2 separate regions of the Lactuca sativa genome follow, and region 1 is linked to region 2. The links are chromatin contacts, called in public Hi-C maps. All regions are on one chromosome and are shown on one strand. Each heading gives the region's core, a stretch centred on a gene start, on an enhancer-like site or on the middle of the called end of the contact. The rest is flanking DNA. Distances are from core to core; before and after follow the strand shown.

Evidence for each region. A called contact is a pair of places that touch in the nucleus more often than the background predicts.
Region 1: a contact with region 2 is called in a Hi-C map of leaf, with 5 times the contacts expected there. The contact joins the promoter of LOC111904670 here to the promoter of LOC111904688 in region 2. A contact is called at or near these places in 3 of 4 Hi-C or Micro-C datasets (leaf and seed).

Annotation. Positions count from the first base shown.
Region 1 is chr4:174,518,809-174,524,974 of Lsat_Salinas_v11, forward strand. It overlaps LOC111904670 (clavaminate synthase-like protein At3g21360), which reads left to right and starts at 2,217. Exons shown (of 3, transcript XM_023900410.3): 1 at 2,217-2,648; 2 at 2,831-3,084; 3 at 3,179-3,870. The coding sequence starts at 2,268. The coding sequence ends at 3,548.
Region 2 is chr4:174,307,899-174,314,005 of Lsat_Salinas_v11, forward strand. LOC111904688 (multiple RNA-binding domain-containing protein 1-like) reads right to left here and starts at 1,456. Exons shown (of 1, transcript XM_023900420.1): 1 at 1,085-1,456. The coding sequence starts at 1,456. The coding sequence ends at 1,085.

The DNA of each region.
Region 1 (6,166 bases), core at 967-3,466, 210 kb after region 2:
GGATTGAGTTTGACAAATCACCAAAGTAGTAGGCTAAACAAGTTAAGAATTCCCTAGTAGTTTGTAATCGTGAATCCCAGGCAAAAGGAAAACCCAAAGAATGTGTATGATCATGAATTCCTGTAGATACCAAAAACCTTCCCAACAAGTGGCATGTTATGAAAGAAAATAAAAATAAAACTAAAAATGTAAAAACAAATAACGAAAAATCAAATAAACTAAATTAAGTGAAAACCATTTATCGGCAACGGCTTCAAAAACTTGATGTGTATTTTAATGCACTAGTTTTTCATTTATAATTCCTAGTGTATCACATCTACACCAACACCTTACTGGCAGTGAACCTGATCGAGTATAGTATAGATTTTGATAAGAAGTGATGTCGAACTCAAGGGGAACGGTATTGAATTAATAATAAAATTTTCTATTATAGGTTATTCCAAATAAAAGAAAGCAATAAAAAGGTGTTTTGATTATTAAATCTTAAGTTATCAATAACTAACAAACTAGATAAACTGATTAGAAACGAATCACCTCTGATACATTGGTTTAAATTGGATTACTTCTTAAAATCATGGTTAAATTCGTTAATTGTCCAATGAATTTGTTAGTTGGTTACCAAATTCTAATGTGACGAGTTATCTTGATCGGATTTTCTACTACTAATAATTACTGAACAACTAACACCATGATCATGTAATTAGGGAATACATGATTAATTTAATATATATTCGGAATATGAAATATATGACCTAGTGATTTCTCATCAATGGTCGTGACAATCAATTGAAACATAGAATAGGTACATAAACTCTCTAACACAGTAAAAATTACCAATTAATATCACATAACCCTATGATTTGTTCGATCTCTAGTAACTAAAGTCTATAGTGATAAAACAGTTAATATTCAAGTCGATGTAATCAGATTGTTCTTCTAAACTATACATAACTCAGTTGCAAACAATAAAAATCATAACTTTAACATCATAGGTGATGCAATCAATCAAACACAATTAATAACAAAACTAATAAAACCCAAATTATTTATTTCAACGCATATATCGATATTCATCTACTCCAAACAAAAGCAAAAGGTTTTAACACCTAAATTCAGAAAATAAAAAAACAAAAGAAACACAATTGGAATACTAATCGTGATCAGAAAATCAAAGCCAAAAGTTTCTCATCACGAATCTGCCCTTGAATCATTCAAATCTTTGCTCCATATGAGTTTAATGGCCCTCCAGCTGCCTTCTAAACCTTCAAAATCGCAGTTTGGGGGTTTATTTTTGCAGAAACCAAATGATTTTGTAAGATATGTCATTCGGGTTAATTTTTGGACTCAATTTATATGTTTCAGCATCGCCACGGAGTGGAAAAAGACTTGTCAAACTGGGACATTAGGTTTTCGTCACGTACGCAAATTTTTGATTCACCTCGTCCCAAAAATGTCTTTGCCACAACATAGGAACTGGGAATCCGAATTTGGCACCAACACGAAGTTGTCTGAAAATTGTCTAGTTTTCTAAACATCTTGAAACCCTTCAATCGGGGTTACGAGTGCTTAGATATGACCAAAATACTAAAGATGTGTCAATCTGTCCAGCAACATTCATTTTGTGTCTTTTTCAACTTCGGTGTCCCCATTTTGCATCTCAGCTCCAATTTTAACTGTAATTGAACATTTGAAAGCATATTTAATATTATATATCTTAAAAGATAACATTTTTACTCAACTATATTAAAATAATGATATAAAATACATAGTTAAATAAACACATATCATATCCCAAACATATAGATATCAATTACATAATTTTAAAAAATGATTCATGTGATTCATAAAAGACGATTTCACTGTCACATGTTCAAACTTAACAAACAAAAATATACAATGTTAGCCATAAATACAACTTATTAAAAAATTTCAAATTACACAGAATATATTTTAAAGAAAAATTTAAGGACCAAACATATTTTTTTTAAAACCATGTATAACATTTTTGTATTTTTCAAGGTGTGAATAATTTCTTAATAAAATACATTTAAAAAAAATTGTTTTAAGGTTTTTATAGTACGGAACTTGCATAATTTGTTGGTGACTATTTATGAAAATGATGATTTTCTATATTATTAGTTAAAAACATGTTCATTTCTTAAGCATCACACGCGTAAATTTCATGATCATCCCTATATATAGCCCAATGTACGATGCATGCCAAGTATCCCACTCCACTCCACCCCAAACACAAACACACAATCGAAATGGGTTCCGGCAAATTCTTTAGAGAAATAGAATTACCTCAACAAAAACCCGACGGCGATGGTGCTCTCTTCCCGGCGGTGTTAACCCCAATCTCCAACACTGATTTTACTACAAAAGCAAAACTCAGTGGGTTTGAAGAAGCGATTAAAGCTCACAAGCCATGGCTGGAGTCTCTTCTCCAGAAAAGAGGTGCTATCCTCTTCCGAGGCTTCCCTGTTACCTCCACTTCCGACTTCAATGACATTGTCGAAGCTTTTGGCTTCCCCGAAGCCTTCTATGTCGGTGGCCGAGCCCCTAGAACCCAAATTCTCGGCCGGGTTTACACCACCAACGAAGCTCCTCAAGATAAGACAATTCCTTTCCACCACGAGATGGCCTATGTAAATTCCTTATCCATCCAACTTCATTAATTAATTCTCACTTTCTTAGATTTGTAGTATCATGATGCACAAACAAGACGTGATTAATTCATGCATGATACGCAGTCATATTGATTAAAATTTAAAACTTGTGGAATATTTGTTACTAATCTTGAGCTTAATTTATCTTTAATTTGAAACAGGTTCCAGACTACCCATCGAAGTTATTTTTCTTTTGTGAAGAAGCACCACTAGCTGGAGGAGAAACTCCAATAGTTTTAAGCCATATCATATATGATAAGATGAAAGAGAAGCACCCAGAGTTCGTTGCAAAACTAGAGGAGCATGGAGTCATTTATACAAAAATAATGACAGACGATAACCAACAGTCATCCTTCACCGGCAGCGGGTGGAAGTCGGCGTACATGACCACCGACAAGAAAGTAGCAGAAGAAAGGTTTGCATTTCTCTCCATTAACCATTATAATAATTTATTAACGCAAGAAAGAAATTTAAGATCTCGAATTTAAGTTTATGTTGATCCATTATAGGGCGGAGAAGCAAGGAACAAAGTTGGAATGGCTGGAGAATAATTCTGTAAGAACTATCACCGGTCCGGTGCCGGCGGTGAAGTTTGACAAGGGAAGTCAACGGAAAACATGGTTCAATAGTCTGGCAAATAGTTATGGAGGCCCAGCGAACCCTGAACTCTATGATCCGAATAGATCTATTGAGATTGGAAATGGTGAACCTCTTTCGGATGAAGCCATGGCAGACTGTTTGAGAATTTTGGATGAAGAGTGTGTTGCGATTCCTTGGAAGAAAGGTGATGTTATGCTTGTTAATAATTTGATGGTTCTTCACAGCCGCAAGCCACTCATAACGCCACCACGCCGTGTTCTCGTATCCCTTTGCAAGTGAGGGAGATTAAAGATCCGTGAATGATTCAACATTCAAGAAAGAAAGAAAGAGAAGAAAAGCATGGTGTATTTTGCAGCTTTCAATTTGCTCATAAATATTTGTTTTTTTTTTTTTTTTTGGTATTCTTGGTTTGTGTAATACTCTGTTAAAATAAAACAGCATCGATCGATCCTTGTGGGTTGATGCCAGGTGGGTGGAGATGATGATGTAAAATGTTATACGTGGTCCAAAATTCTTCTGTTTGTTTGTGGTGTTATTAATTATGAATGTAATGTAATATCGTCATTGGTGTTTTATAGTAATAAACTATCATTTCATTAAAGTTGCTTATCTTTTCATATCTTGAGTTTCTTGTTATGTTTTTAGATTCTGAAAAGCTCCTTGAGACGACTCATGGTCGTGTACTTTTTTTTATCATGTGGAAAATCCCATAAAAAACTTCAAATATTATCCTTATATTTTAATATTATTTACAATTAATCTATGATTTTTTTTTTGGAACAATAAAGCCCAAAATACTTGTAATTAAAATTAATTTTGAATATTATCTCAGTTACCATTACTTGCATGAAGTATTTTGAGGTGAAGTCTACGTGGATACTAAGTTGGCATCAGCAGACTTAAATAGAATCAAGTTTCGGTTACTACCTAATTATTTCCAAACCCACAAGTCGCTAAGGCTTATTCAATGACATCGTCTTCTTTAAGTAGCCTAAAATGTACGCAATCTCAATGAATTAGCTTCATAAGGTATTAATATCACGTGTGGACTTCTTGGTGTTGGGATTTCAAGTTCGGTCCCATAAGGTTTATGTGTAAATTTAGTCATTATTTCATGGTTTATTGACAATTGTAGTCGATCTCTCACACTAATCGTTTTTAGAATGAGAACATTAATTACATGTAAAATTACGAGTTTAATCTAGTTATGTGAGTTTAATCTAGTTATGTGTTTTTTAGTAAAAAAACACACCCCTATTTACTAAAAAAACAACCCATGCTAGAAAAACACCCTTAGTCAAATACCATAATTATACTAATTAATATTAATGATTAAAAAGCATTTATCAATAATTAAGTAATGATCAATATTTTGCTTTTATTTAATAGATATTAGAAAACGACAATTTTAAAAATTCATTAAAAGTAAGCCCATCTTAAAATTTCAGTCCATTTTTAAAACATAAAACCCTAACTAAAATACCATATTTTCAGCCCATTTGTAAATATTATTATTATTATTATTATTATTATTATTATTATTATTATTATTATTAACAACACAGCCAACCTTTTAACCTAACTTATTAGATACAATTTTATCTAAAATTACAAACAAATGCATATAAATCTTCATGTTCAAATCATACACCCTTAACCTTTAAACCAAAACACATCCTTTATATGTAAAGAAAATTACAAAAATAGTCATTTTTGCTAATCACTTTGTAGAAATTAACAAAAAAAAAACAACAATAACAACAATTACAATTTTAGCCATTAAAATCGCAGATGAATTATGGTCATCTGCAATTGCTCATCCATACCTACGAACGTACAAATGTTTAAAGCAAACATGTGCATCGAATGTGGTACGTTCAGATGGAAAGGTCCATCTGGAAACAGAAGGGGCCATTTGCGAACCTACCTATTTTTAGCACTCATTTTTCTAGTTTGTTTGTTGGGTAAAACTGAAGTGGTTGCTCCTCCGATTTTCCTAGAAATAAACTTGTTGTGTAAATCTTATTTACGATGCATTTCATAGTCTATATTGTAGATTTACGTAAACTATGAATTGCTTTGCAATTGAATTGTCATATTTATATGTTTTTTTACGGTTTTCAAATTTTTAGTATAGTTAAAAATAGCAACTCACTTTCTCTATAATATTTTTTGTTAAAGTTATTACCGTTTGTGTTGTTGTTGGTGTTGTGTGATGCATTTAATGTGTTATTGAAAAAACTATATATACCATTTTAACATCTTGTTTTATTTCAACACGTGTGTACAAATGTTAAAGTTATGGTTAATCTTAAAGGATCGGAGTGAAATATATGGGAAACATTTGAATAATTGAAGGATACCCGACATGAAGCATTTAAAAGGATAGTTTTTGGTTATATTTTGGACGTCCCTTCATTATAAGGGGACGAATTTCTATTCCACAAAATGTTTCTTCGTCTGATACGGTCAAACACAATATTATCTCCAAATGGCATAAAGCGATTGTATTCTAAAATCGGTATTCGACAAAAGTGTTTATAGCCCTAAAGAGTTTTTTCTGATCACTAGATTTAATTTTGTCTTTTATCCAAAACCAATAGGAAAAAAAGTGTTAAAAAAAAAAAGCACAGCGGTAGTAAAAAAAAGGTGTTTGTTTTGGGAACGTCTCTTTCCAAAAGAAACAAATAGTTTCGTGACAATAATTGATTTAAAAAGTTTCATATTAAACGACCCCTTCTTAGTTGCTAATGACGATAATGTTGTGAGAGCATGTATCATATTCGTTTTGTGTCGATGGTTTTGGGGAAAGAAACAAATGATCTTGTACAACAAGACTAGTTTTTTTAGCTGAGAACTTGAATGACTAGAATAGGTATAAATTATGGAATTTGAAC
Region 2 (6,107 bases), core at 206-2,705:
GGGGGGAAATTTCTGTCACCTAGATCAATGTTTCTAATTTTCCGACGTTTAGAGTAGGATCCAATGAAATCAAGATCTGGCCCCAAGGTATCTAAATGGCCTGCTTCATTAAGCTTTCCAAGATCCAGGCCAATAGTTCCGTCAACCTCTGGCCCATCATTTGATGGACAAACCCACTTGGAGTTAAATGGCCCAAAACAACCATTGGGTATCATATTTTTTAATTCTCCGAATGAATTATTATCTGAAGAATTCAGATTATCTGTTTTGGAATTCCCACTATTCACCACCGATGGGGAATTACCTAGAGGCAGTTGAGATTCCCCAGGCTCTGAACTATTTTTTTTGGGCAACTCATTAATAACCGGCTGCATGGGAGCCGTACCGACTCCTCCAATCTCCCCCATCTGGTCGGCAATTTCGTCACCGTCGGCTATCCCCTGGAAAGAATCCTCCACCTTTTCTGTATCATCCCCGACAATTTCTCCGTCTTCAATATCATCTACTTCGTCTTCAATCATGACAGTGTCAGAGACTCCTACGGAATCGTCATCATCACCATTGAAATTGACCTGGTCGTCATCTTCCTCAATCATCTCGAACTCAGATGAATTTTGAGGGAGCCATTCTTCTTCGTATTCCAAGACACTCACATTCAGGAGATGCCCATCACATTCGATAATTACCTCATCATCAATTCTTTTACGGGATTTCGTATGAATACATACTCTCCCATGTGATAAGTCTCTTGCTTTAGGAGAAGCTTCGAATGGTACTAAGACTCTACCAAATTTTCCAGCTATGTAATCAAAATTCCTCCTATCCCATAGTTTTAAAGGCATACCATAAATTTTCACCCATGTCACCCGATCAAAATTATTATGATATTGGTTTGCTCTAGAGAACTTCAATAACCAGTCGTCTTTGACCCTTAAGAATGCATTAACATCATCAACTGATCTGAAACTGAGACATACCTTGAGGCCGCCAGCGTATTTCATAGAGAAAGCTTCATCATCACCCATTGAAATACCAGGATTTAGGCTGTGTAGATGCTCCATACTGATCGCTTCCCCCATATATGTCAATTCATTATACCTGCAGTGGCCTTGGTATTTATCGGTTCTCTTCTATATTGAAAATCTTGTACTCTCTTTTTTTGCTTCCGCTCAAATTTTGCGACGTTCACCTGCAGATTTTTGCTTGCAAATGATAAGTTCAGAAGGGCCGCTTCAAGAATCCTCCAATTTCTCACATTCTTAAATCGAATGAAAGCAAAGTTTCTCCTGTTGGCATCTTTCTTTTGGGCGATGTATACATCCGACAATTCACCAAAGTTCCCAAATAATCTCCATAGCTCGCCTTTGTTAGCATTCAGCGGTAGATTAGAAACAAACGTAGTAGTGACCAAGGGGGATTTCGGTGGTTTTCTCCTCCGTCTGGAACCTGCGTCCATTCATCTCCCGCAATCGCCATTTTGTATGTTGGATATATTTTAATATATTATATGATTATATTAATTAGAAATAGTAATAATTGATTCATAATTAATCAAAATTAATTTGGAATTAGTTCTAGTTTAGTTAGACTTAATTAACGGTATAAGAGATGAGTTGTATTTGTTCAATAATTGAACAATAGAGAGAATCTAAAACCTACCTAAGAGGGGGACGGTTTTGGTTCCCTATCTAGGGTTTTTGGAAGCATGCAAATGATAACGGAAACTAGATTATTACTGGATTAAAATATTGTTATTTTAAATTCAGCTCTAGGGTTTCTAGGATTATCTGGCAGCTATATAAAGGGACACAACCCCTTGTATTTTCGGCATACACTCCTCCACAATGAGAAATCTGAATTTCTCACTTCTCCCCTCTGTCGTATTTAATCTTAAGGCTGCGTCACGTTTTCGGTGTGACACATTAGAGGCTACCATACTTTTGGAGCGAAGTTTTTCATGGAGACTTCAAGCACTTGATTAGCTTAATTCGAATTAGCACAAATGTATCTAATCTATCCATGATTTCGATTATGGCAATGGTTTTTTTTCGTAAGTAGGTTGTTAGTAACTGTGAAAAACCATAAATCCATTTAGGTTGCTTGCACCCTTAAGTGTTAAGTAAAATTTTGCATGTAAAATGTTATTGTAACCTAAAAACCCAATAGTGGTATCAGAGTTATGCCTTTTTAATTACTAGTGCATAAAAAATGAAACCAGAAAAATAATAAAAATCGAAATCAAATATGGCCACGACATAGGCAGCCTTCTACCACATGCGACGACTGCCTAAAATTTGATTTCTGGATTTTCTTTCCTTATTCAAAAGATAGTATAATTATTAGTTAATCAATATTATTTTAAATGTCTAAAATTTAAATATTCTGACTAGATAATTAGAAATGCTAATTTGAATAAAATGAAGTTTTTTAAAAAGGGTAATTCTCCATTTATGAAGAAATATAATAATCCTTTTAATAAGATTGATATTAATTAATTAAAGGCTTATTTAAAGATAATTCTTAAACCTTGTTTAGTTTAATTATTAATTAGTTAAAGATTAATTAGATTGATATGAATGAACCATGTAATTTAAAAAGCTTTAAAATACACCGTATATGTATGTATAATAGTATATTACTATATATATGACTAAAAAGTCATTCAAATCAATACTAGGCGTCATTCACGAAGTCACACTATAAGAGAGGTATAAGGAAATGACATATAGATGACCGTTGAATGATTGTCTTTTTCACCTACTGCTTATTTGTATGGTGGAGGGTCGTTAGCCAAACGGGTTTGATAGGACACTAATCACATTAAAAGTATACTATATAAAGTACTAGAACCTTCGAAAAAATGTCACTCTATTTACTTTAGGAAAAATGTGAAATTGTGTGCTAATCCATGATAACATACATCATTTATTTGCAAGTCATTAGTAGAGCATGCATGGTTAACCGACACACTAATGAGGGGCTACAAATGTGAAATGATGACACATACACAAATGTGTGGTTTGTGATGGAGCGTGTGTAACAGTCATGTCAATGTGAGATCGTAAACGTCATCGAGCATGTCATGCGAGTTTGCATGGTTATTCACATCTTGTTTGTGATCCTTGAAATCACAATCAAAAATCGAAGAGAAAAATATGATATTAAACATCCATTGAATAGTTCAATGTATTTCAAAAGATCTAGGAATTTCATAATAGATTTAAATTGGTAAAATTCTTTACCTATATAAAATAAATTTGCAATTAGATTACAACATCATTTTTCTTAATAACGAATTGTATTTATGGATCTTAGTTTTGAATATTAATTTGGGTTAAAATAATAAGGATTAAATCAACCAACTAAAATCTTATCTCCTGCTTCAGATGTATGGAAATGGTGATCTTCATCCTCCATCATCTCATAACTTTACTCTATTATCAGTCCTCTCAAAAGACAAGCTTATTGGTATAAACTACATGGACTGGTTGCATAATTTGAAGATGAAGTTGAGATCTGAGAACATAATGTATGTTCTCGACTCTCCAGTCCTATAAATCGATAAAGAATTCGCAACTCATGAGGAATTCGTTGGATATAACCATCACAGTAATGACGTTGCCAATATCGCTTGCAATATGATTGCAACCATGGAACCTGAGCTCCAAAACACCGATGAGGACTATTGTACCTATGAAATGAATGTGACTCTTTCTAAGATGTTCATCAAGAAAGCTAGAGTGTTATGAATTTACCAACTCCCTTATGGCGTGCAAATTGAAAGATATGGAATCTATGTGTGCTCATGTGTCGTAAATGAAGAGACACGCTGAAAGATTGGGAAAGGTCAATGTGAACTTTTACAAGGAGCTTTCCATTGACATGTTGCTCAATTCCTTACCCAGTAGTTATGATCAATTCATCTTGACCTATCATTTAAAAAATAATGAGACCACATTGATTGAGCTTCACAATATATTGCAAACAATTAAAGCATGAATGAAGAAGTCTCATTCCAACAGTGTTGCAACTGCCTCAGTTATGGCAATTTAACAAGGCAAAAACAAGAAGAGAAAGGCCCATTCCCAACCCAAGTGGAAAGGGAAAGCCCACACTGGAGAATATAGTGGATTAAAGGGGAAGGTCAACTTTGATGCTCCACCTTTCGGTGACCTAAAAGAAGTCGTGTGCTTTTTTTTATGTCCAGAAAGGTCATTGGAAGAGACGTTGCCCCAAGTGACCATAAGAAGTGAGAGGGGCTAAGGGCAAGGTGTCTAGATCTTCATTTGGTATGTACTCTATCAAAATCAATAACACTTGTGTTTCAAATTCTTGGGTCCTTATAAGGGATCTGGCTTCCACATTTGTTCTGATATGCAGAGTCTAAAGGAAAGTGAAGAGGTCAAGCATGGGAAGCTAAATCTAACCATGGGGAATAGGAGAAAGTCAGTTGTTACCCGAATTCAAATTTATAAGCTTATATTTGATAAAAGTGTTGGGTGTTATTTAAGCAATTGATGTTACTCGTCAGAATTGACAAGGAGCATAATTTCATTTCATGCTTTATTTAGACAAGGTTATCATTATAGTTTTGATAATAATGATGGTGCAATTTCAAATTATAAAAATGGTGCATTTATTTTCAAAGCTTATCCTTGTAATGGTGTGTATGAAACTGTTGTGTGTGTGAATGAACTAGGCAATTCACTTTTTAGTATTGATTCTTCTAATTATTTAGACAAGGCTTGCTTATGGAATTTTCGTCTTGGACACATCAACAAGAAACAGATCACCCAACTCCAAAAGGATAAAGTGCTGGAGTCGTTTGACCTAAAAACATATGATGAATATGAATCTTGATTGTTTGGCAACATTAGTAAGTCGCCTTTCATAGGAACTTGTGAAATAGGTGAAGATTTGTTAGACCTCAACCATACAGATGTGTATGGTCCTTTCAAACCTACCATAGGGGATGCCAATCGCTACTATGTGATGTTACTAATGATTATAGTAAATATAGGTATATCTATTTAATCAAGCATAAATCAGAAACTTTTGAAAATTTCAAAGACCTTAAGCATGAAGTGGAGAATCAATTGGGAAAAGATAAAGATGCTTTGATTTGATAGATGTGGGGAATATCTTAGTATTGAATCCAACGACTATCTAAAGGAATGTGGAATAATTTCATCGTTGATAGCTCTTGGGACACCATAACTTAATGGTGTAGCTAAGTGGCGTAATCGAACCTTGCTAGACATGGTTCGTTCCATGATAAGCCACACTTCACTCACTATATTGTTTTGGGGGTATGTGAAGGGTTTTGAGCAATCTAATACTCCTATGGTGTACATGAAACCCTATAAACTGTAATGGCCGCATTTCCAGGCTAGGCATTATCTTTGATGTAATAGTCTATGTTAACCCTTGTAACTCTTTTTGAAGTATTAATGATGAAATATTTGACTATTATGTGAATTATGTGTATTTGTTTGCTTTTTACTTAATTATAAAGATATAATTAATAAAGGATAAAAATAAGCGTCAATATTAAAGTGTGAGATAAGCCCAATATCTTTACATAAAGTTGTACTGGTTGAAACAAGGATTCTGGAGATATAAATAACGCTGAAAACCGAGTTATAACGAAGAAGTTATGATCTGTCGATGTTTCGCGACAGAACTAGCACGATGCCGAATGACGTAAAATATGAAATTAAGATAGAGAGTTATCTAGCCTTAGTGATCTAAACGAAAGCTGTAGAGTTCGTTAAACCGAGAGCGTGCATAAAAAGAACGCCCAAATATGACTTCGTATGAGGAAGTTATGATTTTTTTGAAGTTTCGACATAGCATTATGCAACCCGAATCCTCGATTTGAGATCGAGTGATTTTTAGCTGAAACAATCTAAATGGGAATCGAATATCTCATCGATAGTAGTGAAACGATAAAAAGATAGGCGAAAACGGACGTCGATGAAGAAGTTATGAATTTCTAACGGAGTTTTCCTGTCCCGGCCTACTAAAAAAATAATATAATAAAAATAAAGTTAAAATTAGCCGACGGAGTCTAAACCAGAGTTGTAGAGCATATTCTTACCTACGCC